2 separate regions of the Mus musculus genome follow, and region 2 is linked to region 1. A link is a contact called in public promoter capture Hi-C data. All regions are on one chromosome and are shown on one strand. Each heading gives the region's core, a stretch centred on a gene start, on an enhancer-like site or on the middle of the called end of the contact. The rest is flanking DNA. Distances are from core to core; before and after follow the strand shown.

Region 1 (5,379 bases), core at 1,551-4,050:
TGACTGCTCTCTATCTCGATAAAGCAAATACGGGGAGGGCAAGGTGATGGAAAACAAATGCAGGCTCTCCCTTTCCTCTCTCTTTCCCAGTCTTCTTAGGTTCTGCTTTCAGACTTGGGTCCTACCACGTAGGGTCCTACCTGCCCTGTTTGTTTCTCCTTTACCAGTTTGTATGTCATCAATTCTATGCTTCCAAGAACTGTCTATGTGCATGCCTCTTTGTCACTCTCTGTCTCTGCGTCTCTGTCTGTCTGTCTCTGTCTCTCTGGGCTTCTGACTCTCTCTGTGTGTATGTGTGTGTGTGTTGATTTAATATATAGGTTCATTATAGTTGAGGATGATCCGCTTCTGCAGTGTCACTGTTTGGAACAATTTGCATAAGTTCTGTTGTATGGGCATCTCCTCACTCTTGATGCTGTGTTGTCTGACTGGATCTTTTTCTGTCCACAGAAGGCCTTTCACTGAACTGTACTGCCAGGGCAATGTAATCCCACTTATTAAAAATGTATTATGTTCAGCAGATACACAGAGCCATCTTAAAACACATATGCTAAGGGTTTTATTTCCACTCTACTTTTGATATGTTATTTCCTTTCCATTTTTCTAGTATATTTTATTTATTTATTTATTTATTTATTTATTTATTTATTTATTTATTGAGATAGTAACCTCAAATTCTGTCTAAAGTTGAGGGAACAGGTTGGGGAAAGCAAATTCACTCCATCAGAGTTCCATGCCCATTGAACAGCAGTATGGGGAACTGAACTGTTTTAATTCTCAAGACTAATTTAATTCTATTGGGTCACATAGGATATTTAGAGTAGGGTTTATAAGACAGCATTATTTATGTATGGAAGGAGGGATTTGTAGATGAATACTAAATGGCTCCTCATTTCTGTGATACTAGTGTTTGGGTTTCTATGGAAAGGCAGTCTTTCCACCAATACAAAAACAACTGGCTCCTGTATCATTTGTTAAATAAGTTGATCAGACCAAAGAGGAAACAACGGAGCTGTGGACACTGTAAAGTACATAGAAAGGTGCCAGACTCTGGCAGACTCCTTGTGCACAGCAGTTTCTTAGTTTCTGTGGTTGTAAACTCTTGGGAGATCAGATCAGGGAAAGCCTTCTGTTTAGAAGCTAATTATTTCATATTTAAGATAGTTAAATTTGAAAATGTCAATTGGAAATTTGGGAAGAAAGGCAACTTCGGCTAAGTTTATTCAACTGTCTTCATTGTTGAGGAAACTACAGTAACTTCCCTCAATCCCTCTGCTTTCCATTAGTAGTTTTGCTGCACACACATTGTGAGGCCCAGGCCCGCTGTTAGGTAGTTTAGGCATCAGTTGGTTTCAGCCTTCTGTCAGTGAAGTTCAAGTTTGGCAAGGTGCGAAAGCATGGGGCGGTGCAACTGCAGGGTTGGCTTGCTCTTCCCAGCACGTTCTAACCCTTGTAATTAGAAATGCTTTGAAAAGTTAAGAAAGAACCTTCTTGCCCATATCGCCAGTTTCTGTGGAAGGAATTTTGAAAGCCGAAACGATTTTAATTCCTGCGCATCTGGACATAACAATCCACAGAGGGGTGAAGCTTAGTGAGGTAGTTCCTACAGGTGAGCTACAATGTCAGCAGGAAGCAGGGGCCCTTTACTCTCTGCGAGAGATTAATTTATGGTGCCTTTTGCAGCAACTAGGTGTACAGAAAGCAGTACAGGAAAATTGTTTTCTTTCCCTTTGCTTCTCCGTGTTCAGGCTTCCTAGCAAACAGACCTTGTAGTATAAACACCACATGCTTGTACATTAATTGGAATTCACTGTAGTATTGCATTATGACTCATAAACAATATAACATAATGCTTGTCAAATACAGTGAGGATTTTTGAGAATGATTTTTTGAATAAGTTTATAATCATAGGAGTCCAGCCAATTTTCATATTGTTTATGTAGTTTTACTGAAAAAAAAAATGTTAAAATTCAATTTGTAATTTTAGTCTAAAACAGCAAAGTACAATATGAAGCTTTATTATTTTTCTTCTTTGAATTAGGTGACTGACAGACTTATGAAGAAACAAATTAATATAATGTTATTATTATTGATGCCTTCGTCCAATCTTTTAATGCCATTCTGCCTCTCTGCTTGACTTTAAGTAGTAATTTAAAAATATAACTCACAGCCTGCTACTGTTGTAAATGGAAATGCTTTGAAAGGTTAAGAAAGAACTGTCTTGCCCATATCGCCAGTTTCTATGGAAGGAATTTTGAAAGCCGAAAAATTGTGTTATAAAAATTGATGCTTACCATCTAACTTAACAAAACTGCTATGTTCAAGGGAGGATTTTTATTTATTTATTTATAAGAGCCCATGTTTGCCAAGTGCTTTAAAGTAAAGCAGCTGTACTCAGGATTATTGTGAAATAAATTTATGTTAAAAAAAAAAAACTATCAAACAATCCTTAGCATTCAAGAGAGTTCAAGACTCATGTGTATGTCCTGATTTTGGAGAAAATTAATACATTCAAGTTAACTTTAATGGAAACCAATGCAGAGAGTGAATTTTAAATATTCATTTTCAGGCTTGGTGAAACCTGCCAATTCCTGGCTGTGCCCACCAAGTGAACACACGAGTGTGAGTGTACGAGCTGCAGATCCCTCCTCCAGATGACTGTGATTTACACTAAATTCTCTGAACCAATGGTGCAAATATCGTTTGATGGCTTTTGTTCTAGATTTCACTTGAAACGAAATGGACCCGGTAGAGGTCAATGTGGTCTCAGCAGTTATTGCCATGGCAACAAGAACTGGTTGTTAGAAGGTTGGACAAAAGAAGAGGAGAAGTAGAAAAAAAAATCAACAAAGGCCCAAGTCAGCAACAACCTACTTACTTGATCATTCTGAGTAAGGATGGATCTATGTTTTACCAATAAATGTTGAGATTATCAATATCATGAAGTTTCTGTCTTAAAGATACACAATTTTTCTTGGATTCTCCACATAAATGGTCCATTATATATCAAATGCCAAATATGCCTGTGTATGTATGTATGTATGTATGTATGATCTGTCACTTAGAATTAGTAGCTCCATTTTTGGTTTGAGTCAATTCATACAAAGCAATGATTAATCGGGATCCAACTTCTTATTTAAACTACTGATTAGATAATTGAGTCATAACTTTACTTGACTACGAGAAACAACTGAATGTCTCAAATGATTGCAGTTGCCTTGCCCTAACCTCGCACTAGAGTTTACTGTCTGGAGAGACTGCTCAAAGCTACTCCTATAAATCCTCATATCTTCCTCATGCAGGCCCTTCCCTTGAGTGTAGTGACTTGGCTGTTCATTTTAAACACGTGCTCGGGGAAAATTGGACAGTGTTTGATTATTTATATTCTTAATCCCATTTTCTTTAAGATGCTGATCATTTTCTGACTGCTTATGTGACCAGAGAGAAATATTTAATTATTCTATAGGATGCCATATTTAATATAAAGACTAAAGTAGTTTTATGTTCTATGCCATGATGTGATTTCAGTGTTCTCATGATAGATTTAGAGAGTGTCATATGGGGACAGAGGTCTTGCCAGTTGCTTCATAGAAAAGACACTATGACCTAAGGGCATGAGAGATACTGAATAGGTTGAAATTTTTTCATCCATGATACCATATTGAATATACTAAACTACCACATGGTGAGGGAATGTTGAGTTTGGTTCCCTCTGTGTTATTTATCCATGAAAACCTCATTAAGTGCTTGCCAGTGGCACCTATTTTGATAAATAGTTCTTCAAAGCAACCTTGTGCTCTTAGGTAACCTTCTAGTGTTAGATGTTTGAAAACGGAAGCTGGAAAATATTTAGCCACTGAAACACAGCGATTCCACACAATGAAGTCACATGTGGCTGTGCTTGAAGCAGAGTTTGGACAACTTATAAAATTCTCTATTAACTGTATTTCCATGACTCAAGGTTCTGGACTCCAATATCCATTACTTCTGATAGTAAAGCTGAATTAAAATCACACAAAGGATCAAATGTGATGTGTGTATAAACATTTCGAAAGCTATAAAGTACTAAGTAAATGTCAGAATTAGAGAGCATACAGTCTAAAACAAACCCAAAATGTCATTTATTTATTTATCTAAAATTTTTTTTGAGACAAGTGTCCTGTGACCCAGGCTTCCCTTAAACTCAATATGTAGTTGATCCTCATTTTCTAATTCTCCAGCTTTTACCTCTTGCAGGTTGGGGTTATGGTCTTGTGTCACCATAGATGGTTGTATGCATAACTGGGACTGAGAAGCACCACACAAGCCCCAAGTGAGCTAGGTAAGCATTCTCCAAATGAGCTCTATCCCAAGCCCTCCTAATGCTAACTTTGGAAGGAAATTGCTTCTTTACTCGTCTCTGAATCAAACTTAAGAATGGTCTATGCAGGAAAGTGAATTTTGCTAGTTATTGCCAGTTTGAGTTTTCTGTATCATCAGTCACTCAGAAAATTTTATAGCCACTTTGATGTATTAAATAGATTTTGGGAAATAAACTTAAGCACCTTGTGGATTCTGTCTGCTGAATCAATAAGTCATGAAACTAAGACTAGTGTATCCTTTATCCTGCCCGGTAATCTGATTCTATTGATCCTGAAAATGTGAATTCCGATTAGAGACACACAGCAGCCTTTCCCCACTTCAATAAGAGTAAATAAATAGTAATATGATTTTTAGGCATTTTCATAAGGGCTAATTTATTTAAAGAACAAGGCTGAGAAGCAATCAGTGTAGGAGTCAATTGTTCTGATCATGCTTTACTGAGGAAATATAAAGTTGATTGGAAGGAGCTGTGACTAAGATCCTAGAACCCATTTAAAGCTAAGCTAGAAGGTCATGCAGCATGATTGTCCAGATGCCAAAACCCTCCTTCTCTGGAGTGTATTCTAGGAGATCGCTTGAGAAGTCAAGAGGAAATCTGACAGAGAGCAAAGACCAAAATTCCATACTGAAAGGGGAGGAAATGCAGCTCGATTTCCCTCCTCTCTGCCAGGAGGGAATGAACTCAGTGCAAACAGCAGACACTCTCTGTCACACCACATCAAGCATGCCACTGGCTTTCTGTGTCACCAAGCTGAGGTGGCCTGGGGATTGTTCACTTTGAATGCAGGTAGAAAATAAATCTGCAGAGATCCATGACTAACGCGTATGGAAATTGTCTCTGGTATTTATTTTCTCCCCCTTGCCCGTCTTTACGGCACATTTAGAATGTATTAATGATGGTGATGCATCCAGGGACATGAATGTGAACTTGGCAAGGCTCAGAAAAGATGGCTTTAAGAAGAACTACTCTATCTTAGGTGAGTGGGAAGAAAGTGCAGTGAAGTTTGTATGGGAAGA
Region 2 (5,379 bases), core at 1,421-3,920, 1.3 Mb after region 1:
CACACATGATATGTACTCATTGCCCATTAACTTAGAATACCCAAGATACAATTTGCAAAACACATGAAACCCAAGAAGAAGGAAGACCAGAGAGTGGATACTTTGTCCCTTCTTAGAATGGGGAACAAAATACCCATGGAAGGAGTTTGGAGGCAAAGTTTGGAGCTGAGATGGAAGAAAGGGCCATCCAGAGACTGCCCCAGGCAGGGGCCCATCCTATATACAACAACCAAACCCAGACAGTATTGCATATGCCAGCAAGATTTTGCTGACAGGACCCTAATATAGCTAACACTTGTGAGGTTATGCCAGTGCCTGGCAAATACAGAAGTGGATGCTCACAGTCATATATTGGATGGAACACAGGGCCCCTAATGAAGAAGCTAGAGAAAGTACCCAGGGAGCTAAAGGGGTTTGCAACCCTATAAGAGGATCAACAATATGAACTATCCAGTACCCCCCAGAACTATGTATCTAGTTGCATACATAGCAGAGGATGGCCTAATTGGCCATCAATTGGAGGAGATGCCCTGGTCTTGTGAAGATTATATACCTCAGTACAGGGGAATGCCAGGGCCAGGCAGCAGGAGTAGGTGGGTTGGGATGCAGGGCGGGGGGGGGGGTGTATAGGGGACTTTCGGGATAGCATTTGCAATGTAAATGAAGAAAATATCTAATAAAAAAGGGGAAAAGGCTGCACAGTGGTGTGAAGATTCAAGGTCAGGGAAAGCTTGAGTTCTCCATGTTCTGTGACTCAACTATGTGTTCATCCACAAGGTCTTGTGGTCAGATTCTCAAGGATAAACAAATAACATTGGCTGTAGCCTGCCATTTTTAGAGGCATATGGGGCTACACTGGTCAAGAATTCCTAAAGAGATAGCATATGTCTGATACTGGCATTTTTACTTGTTATCCTGCTGAGTCTAGGGTGGGTGTTGTAGCCCCCATTATAGTGTTACTCCATTTTAAATATATTTGGAATGCAAGCTTCTACAGTGACAAGCATATTTCCATCAACTTTCTTATAAGGTCTTTGGTGTTATTTATGATGACTTTCTTGCTTTTCCTCATCCAGCCTACTTAACCCTCTTGTTCTATTATAACTTTTCCCCCATTGTTATCACTGCATTTTACCTCAACTCCATGGAGAGCACTTACCACATGCACATCTACATTAACTCATTGATATCTTGACCTCTAAAGAGATATAGTAATTTAAACTTCATCGAGCTAACATTAAAATAGGGATGAGACACTGAAAATGGAATCTGACAAAGAATAGCCCATGACCTCAGTGGCTCAGAAAAGAATTTCAGGTAAAGAACAGCAGTAACTCAAGACATAATCCATCAACATATAAACATGACCTCATAAAACTAAAAATTTCTGTACAGTGAAGAACACCATTATTCCCATAAAGATCACCATCAAACACCCAAAACTATTTTGCAATTTCTCATTATCTCAGTCAGAATGGCTAAAATGAAAAGCACAACATTTGGAATGTAAATAAATAAAACAATTAAAAAAAAAAGAAAAGCATAAAGGACTATAAATGCTGGTGTGGATTTAGAGAAAGGGAAACATGTATTTGCAGTTGTTAGAAGCTCAAATTTGTACAGCTACTATAAAACTCTGTGTGAACATTCCTCAAAAAAAAAAAAAAAAAAAAGATCCTAGAAGTGGATCTACTGCATGATCCAGGTTTACCAAGATTGGCAATATATACAAAGGTCTCTATATCTTACTAAACCTGCTTATCAGTGACCATTGCTGATCTATTCAATATACCCAGAAAGCAGACTGTCTCAAGGTCTATCTATAGATAAACATGTAATAAAACTATGCTAGATTTATGGAATGAAACATTATTCCTCTGTTAGGATAAATGAAATTATGAAAATTGTAACAGAAAGAATGGAGCCACAACAATGAGCTAAATGAGACCTAAAAGCAAAATGCCACATATTTTGTGGATGTTAGACTTGAATCTTCAAATATACATTCTTACAATATCTCATGTAATGTTATAGTATTTTTGTAGATTCAACTTTATGTATTGCCCTTTTTCTTTAAATTTTATATATGATTATATATAAAGCTTGTATGACCATGATTTTAAAAGAAGTATGTTCTGCTGATTTTAAAGCAATTTATAATCAAAAAAGGCTTAAGAAAAACACCAAATATACTAATATAAGATGCCAAATGCCCACCAAAATAACAAACAACTTAACCAATTGTTCACGAGAAAGACTCAAAAAACTTATTCCTCAATACAAAATTCATTCCAAAAATAACAAAACAAAAGAGAGAAAAATATCAATCTTCTTCCTTCTCTAGGTCAATGGAAATTAATATATGCATATCTATGTATAATGGAGAAAAGTGTAATGACTTGTATCATGTGACAGAATCATGTCATGTATTCACTAATCTACTATAAGGAATGGTATGAAGAGTTGAAAAATAAATCAGATTCCCTGATTTGACTGTGGAATCATGTAGGAGCACAATTATCTCAGTTATGCAGCCTTGTGTGTCCAGTACATGACAACACTTAGGGTGTTTTATGAAGCATAGCAGTGAGCTATGTGGTGCTGCAACGCCTGTGGTTTCCACAACAATAACCCTGGCATATAAAAGGCCCTTGGTAGATTGTGACATCCAAACTAAAGAAACACACTCCTATTCCTCAGCTGAACTCTCCACTCCTGACACCATGTGTTACTATGGCAGCTACTATGGAGGCCTGGGCTGTGGCTATGGTGGCCTAGGCTATGGCTATGGCTGTGGCTATGGCTGTGGCTATGGCTGTGGCTATGGCTGTGGCTATGGTGGCTATGGTTATGGCTGCTGCCGCCCACTCTGCTATAGAAGATACTGGTCCTGTGGCTTCTACTGAAGAGCTTCAGCAGCTGCCCAGAATGTTGCCTATAAACTGCTGTCTTAATGAAGTGCTTATAAGCTTCTTCACATCAAGAACTCTTAAATAATTTCAAATATTCTAACTTTATAATGTAATATCTGATTTTAAAAATATGAAACTTAGCATCTTCTACTTATGCCCTCACCTTCAACTGGATTATGTGAGCACTTATAGTTTGGCACCATCTTTGAAACATTTTTTTTTAACATGATCAAATATGACTCTCAACCTGGGTATAGAAATATAAGTATTATCAAATAAACTTTCCAAAAAGTAAATTTCCATATTTCATCAGCTTTCATATGTTTTTCATTTGTATGCGTTTGGTCCCATTGTGTATTCACAGAGGAAAGGGGTGTGGGAGATAAAAGGATATGTTAAAAATGGACTTAGATCTGGGTAAAAAGAGGGAAATGGGAAGAGAAGGAAGGAGGGGGAAGGAGGGAGGAGAATGAAAGGAGAGAGAGAGAAAGAAAAGCACATCTACTCATGCACATTGGCTCCATATCTTTGCTATTGTGAACAATGTGACTGTGGACTTGATAGTGTTGGTAGTACTTTAAGATGGATTGGATTTCCTTTAGTTAAAATGCGGTGGCATGGCCTCTATTTCATACACATAGGCACACATATATACATGTAGAAGATATATATATATATACATATATATGTGTGTGTGTATTAATATGTATGGTTTTGTTATAAATATATATTACATAGTTAGTATATATAATATTTCAGTATATATACTTATACATAATTTATATATATTTATTATATGTGTTACAGGGAGTGATAAATGCTATGATATTTTCTGTCATGGCTGTACCATCTCACATTCTGTCCAACAATGCAAAAGGGTGCCCTTTTCTCTACAAAGTCTGCATCATTAATCTTTCTTCATTCTAGTATTGTCTAACAGTTGTGAGATGCAATCTCATCTTGTTCTTGATTGGCATCTCTGGGATATTAGCATAATAGAACCTTATCATATCTTTTGACCATTTGTATCTTGTCTTTTGACAAATATTTGTTCTAATTCTCTGCTCATTTTAGCATCATTTTAGCTTTTTGGCTGTTTAGCTGTGTGTGTCCCACATCAATTTTGTGTATTAACGCCTTGTCTGAAGCACATGTTCTCTTTCCTTGTGTACAGATAATTATTCTGTTGTACAGAGCATCCTTAGTTGGATACATAAAAAGTTATCTATATTTATGGAGTTTTTTCTCTTGGGTGTGTGGCATGTCCTTTAATAATCAAGCCATCTGTCATCCCTTCTGAAGCAATGTTGTAATACAAATATTGGCTAAACCCAAAGACACAGTACTTAGCTGTGTGAAAAGGAAGTATATCCCCTTTAGTTGTATTTTGGCATTACTTAATTAACTTTGTTATTTCTCTGCCTTTGACCACTATTCTTAGTCTCAAGGGTGTGGCTTAATAAAATTTTGTGTATTAAATGTACTAATCACTGATCTGATGAGTAGATGCCAAAGACTTCCCCCAGCTTTCATTACTCTGGCACTGGCTATGCAAGAGGCTTTTTTGTCGTTGTTTTGCTTTGCTTTCACACTGTCCTGTGTTATCATGTTATGCTGATGCCATTGGAGCTCTTTCATGAAAATTCGTCTTGAAAATTTTACTTTTGTTTTCCACTAAATTTCTCAAAATTTTAGGATTAAAATTAAGATTTTAGGTCCCTTTTGAGGTCATATTCTAATTTCTTTCTTATACACATACATATTGTGTTTCTATACCACTATTTGCTCAAGAGACATTTTGCATTGCACGTTTATTTGATATCCTTGTCAAAATTAAGTAAACCATGGTGCTATGGATTTATCCCTTGGTCTTCCTCTTCTTTTCCACTGAATCATGTGTCTGTTTTGATGCTAGTGGCATTAATTGTTGTTAACTATGGTTCTGAAGAATAATTTGAGATCAGGTATTTACAATGCCTTCAGCATCATTCTCCTCGACATTGTTTTGAATGTTTGAGCGCTTTTAGATCTCATGATCTTGGTGTTGTGTTGTTTTATTCTACTAACAATATAATTTGGACTCTGATAGAGTACATTGAATCTGTACATTAATTTAGTACATATAGTACTTAAATCATTAATTCTGACAGCCCATGATCATGGGATGTCGTTCAATTATTTGATGCTTTCTTCAGTTTTTCTTCTGTTCTCTAAAGGTTATTTATTTTGGTTTAGGACAAGATAATTTATAAACTTTACGAATACAGTCATTCTTTGGTCTCTATTTTTTGAAGATTTATCTCTATCTTTTATTATTTAAAACAATTTTCAAAATTTAACTAGTTTGATTGTACCCTCCAAGTCCTCTCCTCCTTCATATCCACCCAACTTTAAGTCCTTTCTTAAGGACAAAAATTAAAATTAAAATTAAAATTAAATTAAAATTGGACAAAAACCCAATTTACCA

The links. Promoter capture Hi-C pulls out the DNA fragments that hold promoters and counts their contacts.
Region 2: a contact with region 1 is called in a promoter capture Hi-C map of hippocampal neurons, with 7 times the contacts expected there. The contact joins the promoter of Krtap20-2 here to the promoter of 4930590A17Rik in region 1.

What each region holds. Positions count from the first base shown.
Region 1 is chr16:87,906,471-87,911,849 of GRCm38.p6, forward strand. It overlaps 4930590A17Rik (RIKEN cDNA 4930590A17 gene), which reads left to right and starts at 2,801. Exons shown (of 6, transcript NR_155304.1): 1 at 2,801-2,891; 2 at 4,237-4,321. All of the region lies in intron 15 of Grik1 (glutamate receptor, ionotropic, kainate 1), which reads right to left.
Region 2 is chr16:89,203,191-89,208,569 of GRCm38.p6, forward strand. Krtap20-2 (keratin associated protein 20-2) reads left to right here and starts at 2,671. Exons shown (of 1, transcript NM_001163615.1): 1 at 2,671-3,204. The coding sequence starts at 2,724. The coding sequence ends at 2,906.